Linked DNA regions of Danio rerio: region 2 is linked to region 1. A link is a contact called in public HiCAR-type data. All regions are on one chromosome and are shown on one strand. Each heading gives the region's core, a stretch centred on a gene start, on an enhancer-like site or on the middle of the called end of the contact. The rest is flanking DNA. Distances are from core to core; before and after follow the strand shown.

The links. HiCAR-type assays count read pairs that join an accessible place to other places.
Region 2: a contact with region 1 is called in a HiCAR-type map of caudal fin, with 4 times the contacts expected there. The contact joins the promoter of atg4da here to the promoter of mast1a in region 1. A contact is called at or near these places in 8 of 18 Hi-C or Micro-C datasets (caudal fin, embryo, hematopoietic stem cells and 2 more) and 4 of 4 datasets of contacts at active chromatin or transcription factors (caudal fin, embryo, gastrula embryo and 1 more).

Annotation. Positions count from the first base shown.
Region 1 is chr1:54,602,059-54,605,269 of GRCz12tu, reverse strand. mast1a (microtubule associated serine/threonine kinase 1a) reads right to left here and starts at 1,444. Exons shown (of 27, transcript XM_073954696.1): 1 at 1,056-1,444.
Region 2 is chr1:54,706,491-54,709,701 of GRCz12tu, reverse strand. It overlaps atg4da (autophagy related 4D, cysteine peptidase a), which reads right to left and starts at 1,461. Exons shown (of 11, transcript NM_001423806.1): 1 at 1,178-1,461.

The sequences.
Region 1 (3,211 bases), core at 195-2,694:
TAAAATGTTTGGCAGATTGCTAACTTATTCAGTTTAGTTATCGTAAATGACACACTCTCTTCAGACCCCGCCTTCTGAAGTGACGACAGCCAACCTGATGTCAATTTGACAGATGACTGACAGACGAAAGGGCGTTCCTGATTGGCTTGTCGTCAAAACAGCTGTGGCTTCAGTCAGGTAGTAGTGCAGGCGTTTTTTTTAGGGGAAATAACCATAAATCACCCTTAGTACATTTATGTACAACAAGTGATACAAAATGCCTCACCTGCATCCTCTGCCGACGAAATTTCATTAACGTCTACGCCAACCTTAACCCCAACTGTCACAGTAATGTAAAAACAATAGTTTTACTAAATATTGTTTATGTTATTTATTAAATTACCCAATAAATTGTATTTTATTAACGCCTACATCCACCCCAACCATACTGTAAAAAATATATATTATACAGTGCTACAAAAATTGTGCTTTGTGCATATCTGCAGCTGTATCCTATCTAGACTTTAACATTATGCTTGCCTTGTTTACTGTTGGTTGCTAGGTTACCAATCCTACAGTCAGCTGCTCTAACAACTTGATTTATTAACCTTAATATTATTATTTTGTGCAAAATTTGAAAAGATTAGCTTCGCGTTACAATGGAAACCTGGCTACAGCATCGCAGGTGGATTTTTATTTTATTTTGGTGCACATCCAGTCACTTCCCTGAAATATAAGATGATATCCAATGTGGACCAAATTTAAGATGTCTTGTTTGGTTTTGATGGTAAAGCACTAAAATATTTTACAGTTGTAAAAACTTATTCAGTTTAGTTTACGTAAATGACTCAGACCCCGCCTTCTGAAGTGACGACAGCCAACCTGATGTCAATGTGACAGATGACTGACAGACAAAAGGGCGTTCCTGATTGGCTCTTCGACTAAACAGCTGTGGCTTCTATTTCAGTCAGGTAGTAGTACAGGCGTTTTTAGGCAAATAAGCGAAGTAAATCGTCCGTGGCTGCTTTAATGCGAGCACATTTATGAATATCAAGTGATACAAAACGTCGTCTCACCTGCATCCTCCGCCGGCGAATAATACCGGAGTCATCCATGCTATCGCTCATCGTGTCGGTCTGTCTAAAAAGCCGCTTCACGGCTTACCGAGTGCACGTGGTGACAGACAGGCGCCCTCAGGTGATGCTCAGAAGTTTCCCCTTGTTTGCATTTCCCTCCTCAGGTAAAGACGAGCATGGGCGTTGCAATACGATGCATTCGCGAGACACACCAAAACACCCGCCTTTTAAAATTATTGGGATTAAAATGCTCCGATAAAGGCTAAACGTGACTAGTTTTGTCTGTCAGAAACGAGTAAAATTTTCATCCTGAGTGATCTCGATCGTCACTTTCCGTATCCTCCGCGCGTGCTTTCGGAGAGCGGTCCTTTTGGACATCTGGAGCCCTAAAGAGGCGTCCAGCCGCACTAATGGACCGCCGGCCGTCCCCCAGAGGACACCGCCATCAGATCATATTCTCCGGCAGCTGGAGCAGTAATGGCATCGCTAATGTGAAATGCATCCTGGCCTGATTGCCGCCGCGAGCTTGTTTCTGAATGGAGTAGGCTACAGTAATTATTCGTTGCGTGTAGAATGTGCACTAGCTGAGAGATGCACACTGTGTAGTGCCCTGGAGAACAAGTGCGCGCGCGTGTAATGGATCCGCTCGCGGTAACCCTTTGAGCTCTGGACTGGAGTAAAATCTCAGAAAACCAGCTCAGAGCTAGACAGGGATTCTGGCATTGTGTTTATGTATAGCCTATATAGTCATTTGTCAAGAATGGGTCATTGTTGAACAGTTTTAGGACAACCTTGATGAAAGGTTTCTATGTACGTGCATGTGTAGGCTATACGTGTGTGTGTGTAAAATTATTTAAATATAATTAATACATTATTATTCATATCACATAATAAATTGCAAAAATATCTGCAGGTAAACTGATTCAAACATGAATTTTGGGAGCAGAAAATTATAAAAATTGTCAAAAAGCTTTAAATTACATGATTTAATTACATTTTAAAACATATTCACATTAAAAAGCATGTGAATATAAGTTGATAAGCCTATGAAAATATGTTAATAAGTGTGTAATATACTGTACAATTGAAGTCTAATTATTAATTATATCTTAATTATTAGCCCCCCCCCCCCCCCCCCCCCCCCCCCAGAATTTTACTTTTTTTTTAATATTTCCCAAATGATGTTTAACAGAGCAAGGAAATTGTCACAGTATGTCTGATAATATTTTTTCTTCTGAAGAAAATCTTATTTTTTTATTTCGGCTAGAATAAAAGCAGTTTTAAATTTTTTAAACACCAATTTAGGGACAAAATTATTATATAGTCACATCACATGATTAGATTGTTTATTAAAGATTAAAAGCATATTATACAATATTATTGTATTGAATTATTTATACAATGATGACCGTTTTATTTTATATTTAACTGTTCAGTTTTTGTATTATTGTTACACTCCCAATGAAAACCACAAATAACTGTTTATTTAACTTTAAACCAGCGACCTTCTTAACAAAACTTTCACTCTCTTGTGGTTAAACTGACTATTGCAGATATGCACATTGAGATGTCAATGCTAAAATGATATATTGTGTTGCCACATTCTTCCACTTTATTTCACACACACATTTAAAAGCTGTAGGCAAGCGGAAAGCAATCAGCAGTACGAGCGAAGATTCGCCCACAAGGAATCTGTAATCAAAAGCTCTGCTTCTGTAAAAGCCATTACATGAGAGAAAGACAAACACAAAAGAAAACTACAGCAAATCATCCACATGCACACCCAGAACAACAGCAGCAATCAGTTTAAACGCTGTTTTCCTGATTTTAAACCAGTGCTACCGATTTCTTTTTGAAACATGAAGGAACGTGAAATATAAGAGATGAACAATAAGAGCCCTCAAATTAACCTAGTTCAGTGTTATGTTTTGTTTTAACAAGTGGGTTTTGACCCCAAAATAGGCCAAAAATATGTTCTGATATGGTCACAAACACTTGAGGAAAAAACTAAAGTACATCCAGGAGGTTGTCGTCACAGAATAAAGCCTGTCAGGTTTATCAGCAGCCCGACGCAAACTGGAGTCAACCATCCTGGATATACTTTATCTTGATTATTATGTCACAAAACATTGTTCTTTAATAGTCATAATAGTTTA
Region 2 (3,211 bases), core at 212-2,711, 100 kb before region 1:
TTTTTTTGACATGCATTGATAAGAATTTAATTTTGACAGCTTTAAAAACAATTTACATTACATAAACATTACATTTAGATCATAAGATTTATATTTGGACTTTTTCATATTTCAGATATTCACATATTTTGCCAATATTGTCTCATCCTAATATCGAATATTAATTTAACTTTTCGGATTATGTGTACCCTTTATCAGCATGTTTTGCAGCATACAATGACTTTTACACACAAAATTTTTCATTTACAGGTTTACAACTGAACTCTTCAGCTTGAAATTAGCAGGCAATTTAACATGTGTCAATCATTTAGTATGCTAACATTAAACAATGTTTTGCATTTGGTTTTACATACATACCAACATTTAACATTTAATTTAAAGATTAAAATTTTAATATATTACATATTTTACCCAAAACTGCATATAATACAGTAAGAATTACGCCAGTATCTTAGGCTACTTAATTTTACACAAACCCTACGCCTAAAATCATGTTTCTCCAGGTAAATATTCAATTCCTTTATTATAAATAAGTCATTAATTTATTGGAACTCAGTAACCGCCTAAATGCAGTCACAACACAGCTTTTACAAGCTAAAATTAATTGAGAATTCCTTGAAGACAACCCGATAATGGTATTTGAGGGAAATGTTTTAAATCTACAGATATTTAGACGTGTATCTAGTGCTTTTTAAAATCAATTCAAACCAAATATACTAACCATTTACAGCGTTATTTTCATGTCAGACCAGGCATGTGAATATAAATCTAACTGTACTTAAATATGGGAAAGTACTTGCTATGTTATTTTCGGGTTTATTCAAAGATTAAGATAGGCTAAAGATTGTAATACATTACATTTTTACACAACACTGTATATAACACAGTAAGAACTACACCATTAACTTAGCTAGGCTACTTAATTTTACACAAAGCCTAAATAAAAAATCATGTTTCTCCAGTTAAATATTCAATTCCTTCATTAGAAATAAGTCATTAATTTATTGGAACTCAGTAACCGGCTAAATGCAGTCACAATACAGCTTTTACAGGCTAAAATTAATTGAGAATTCATTGGAGACAACCTGATAATGGGTTTTGACTTAAATGTAAAACTATAGACATTTAGACGTGCATCTAGTGCTCTATAAAACTGAATTTAAACAAACATACCAACCATTTCAAGCGTTATTTTCACGTCAGACCAGGCATGTCTGATGTTCCGGATATTTTCATACTTTTCCTCTGAATCTCCAGTATCGCTGTCCGACCGCAAGGACAAGCGCTGTTTCAGACCGAACTCAGGCCTCTTCCAGCGCCGTCATCTCGCTGATTATCGGGTAAAGCTGCAGTCATGAGTGTCTGTTTCTTGGCTCTTTACCCGGCTGTCGAAAAATTGCAGATCGGACGAATAGTGTTTAAAACGACGAGCGATTAAACCCGTGTGCTGCTACTTCCTGTTGTCATGAAGATACACTCCCTCGACCCGCCCTAACACGCAACGTGATTGGTCAGACTCGCCGGCTGCCGTTTGATGAATAGACGATGTAGATGTACGAGAAGTCCAACGTTTAATACAATTTTTAGATATTTATTTTCAAAACAAATTACATGTATTGTTTTATATTACATCACGATGTATTTTGTTTATTTTTATAATTTATTTCTGTGAAACAAACGGATATCATAGATCGCAAAGAAGTATCGATGTATATAGTATACTCACCGGCCACTTTATTAGGTATACCTGTTCAAATGCTTGTTAACGCAAATTTCTAATCAGCCAATCACAGGGCAGCAACTCAATGCGTTTAGGCATGTAGACATGGTCAAGACGATCTGCTGCAGTTCAAACTGAGCATCAGGATGGGGAAGAAAGGTGATTTAAGTGACTTTAAACATGGCTGTTGGTGCCAGATGAGCTGGTCTGAGTATTTAAGAAACTGCTGATCTACTGGGATTTTCACGCACAACTATCACTAGGGCTTAGTGTGAATGGTCTGAAAAAGAGAAAATATCCAGTGAGCGGCAGTTTTGTGGGCACAAATGCCTTGTTGATGGCAGAGGTCAGTGGAGAATGGCCAGACTGGTTTAATCTGATTGAAAGGCAACAGTAGCTCAAATAACCACTCGTTACAACCGAGGTATGCAGAAGAGCATTTCTGAAGGCACAACACACCTAACCTTGAGGCAGATGGGCTACAGCAGCAGAAAATATCACCGAGGGCCACTCCTGTTAGCTAGTAACAGGAAACTGAGGCTACAATTCACACAGGCTCACCAAAATTGGAAAATAGAAGATTGGAAAAACGTCGCCTGGTCTGATGAGTCTCGATTTCTGCTGCGACATTCGGATGGTAAGGTCAGAATTTAAATAAATATAAAGTCAATATGGAGCAAAATCTCTGAGGAATATTTCCAGTGCCTTGTTGAATCTGTGCCATGAAAGATTAAGGCAGTTCTGAAAGAACTAACCCGGTACTAATAAGGTGTATCTAATAAAGTGGCCGGTGAGTGTATAGTGCAAAGAAATATTATATATCAATTTGTGACATTTTATTGTCCACCATTTTATCACAAAATTCATTTGAAACATCAATATGTCCTTACATTTTACATGCTTTAATATACTGTATATATTCTTTACATACTGACACTAAAATAGGATTTCTCAGCTTACCTTCAAACTTTGGTTTGTGAAAAAATGCAAATGATTTGGTTATGGCAGTGCTGGTGTGTTTTGTTTTTATGTGGTTAGTCAAATTCTGCTTTCATGTCCACAATTAAACTCCATATTTTTATATGCTTACATGCTTATACTAATAGACAGATTCTGCTTTGCATTGAGTTATGTCATACAGCGCAGGATTATATAAGCATTGCTTCAAAATGTCAAACATTCAAAACTAGATTTATTTTGCAAAGAGTCAAGTTTGTGCTTTGTTTACTGTTGAGCGCTAAAAATCATTATTGTGAATGTTTACACATTTGATAACTACAGTATCCAGCTAGTATTTTTAAAGGTCATTTTAAGCACTGTTAATAATCTGTAGCTCGTACTGTGATAAAGGAGGTCAAACGCTCTGTGAGCAAAGGTCTGCAACTGTTGACAAAAATAAATAAATCTAGCAAAGACAAAATCGGTAAAACAAAAAACCCAAGCAATATCTGAAATCACCATTGTAATGATAAAGGTTTCAAAATGTTGTAA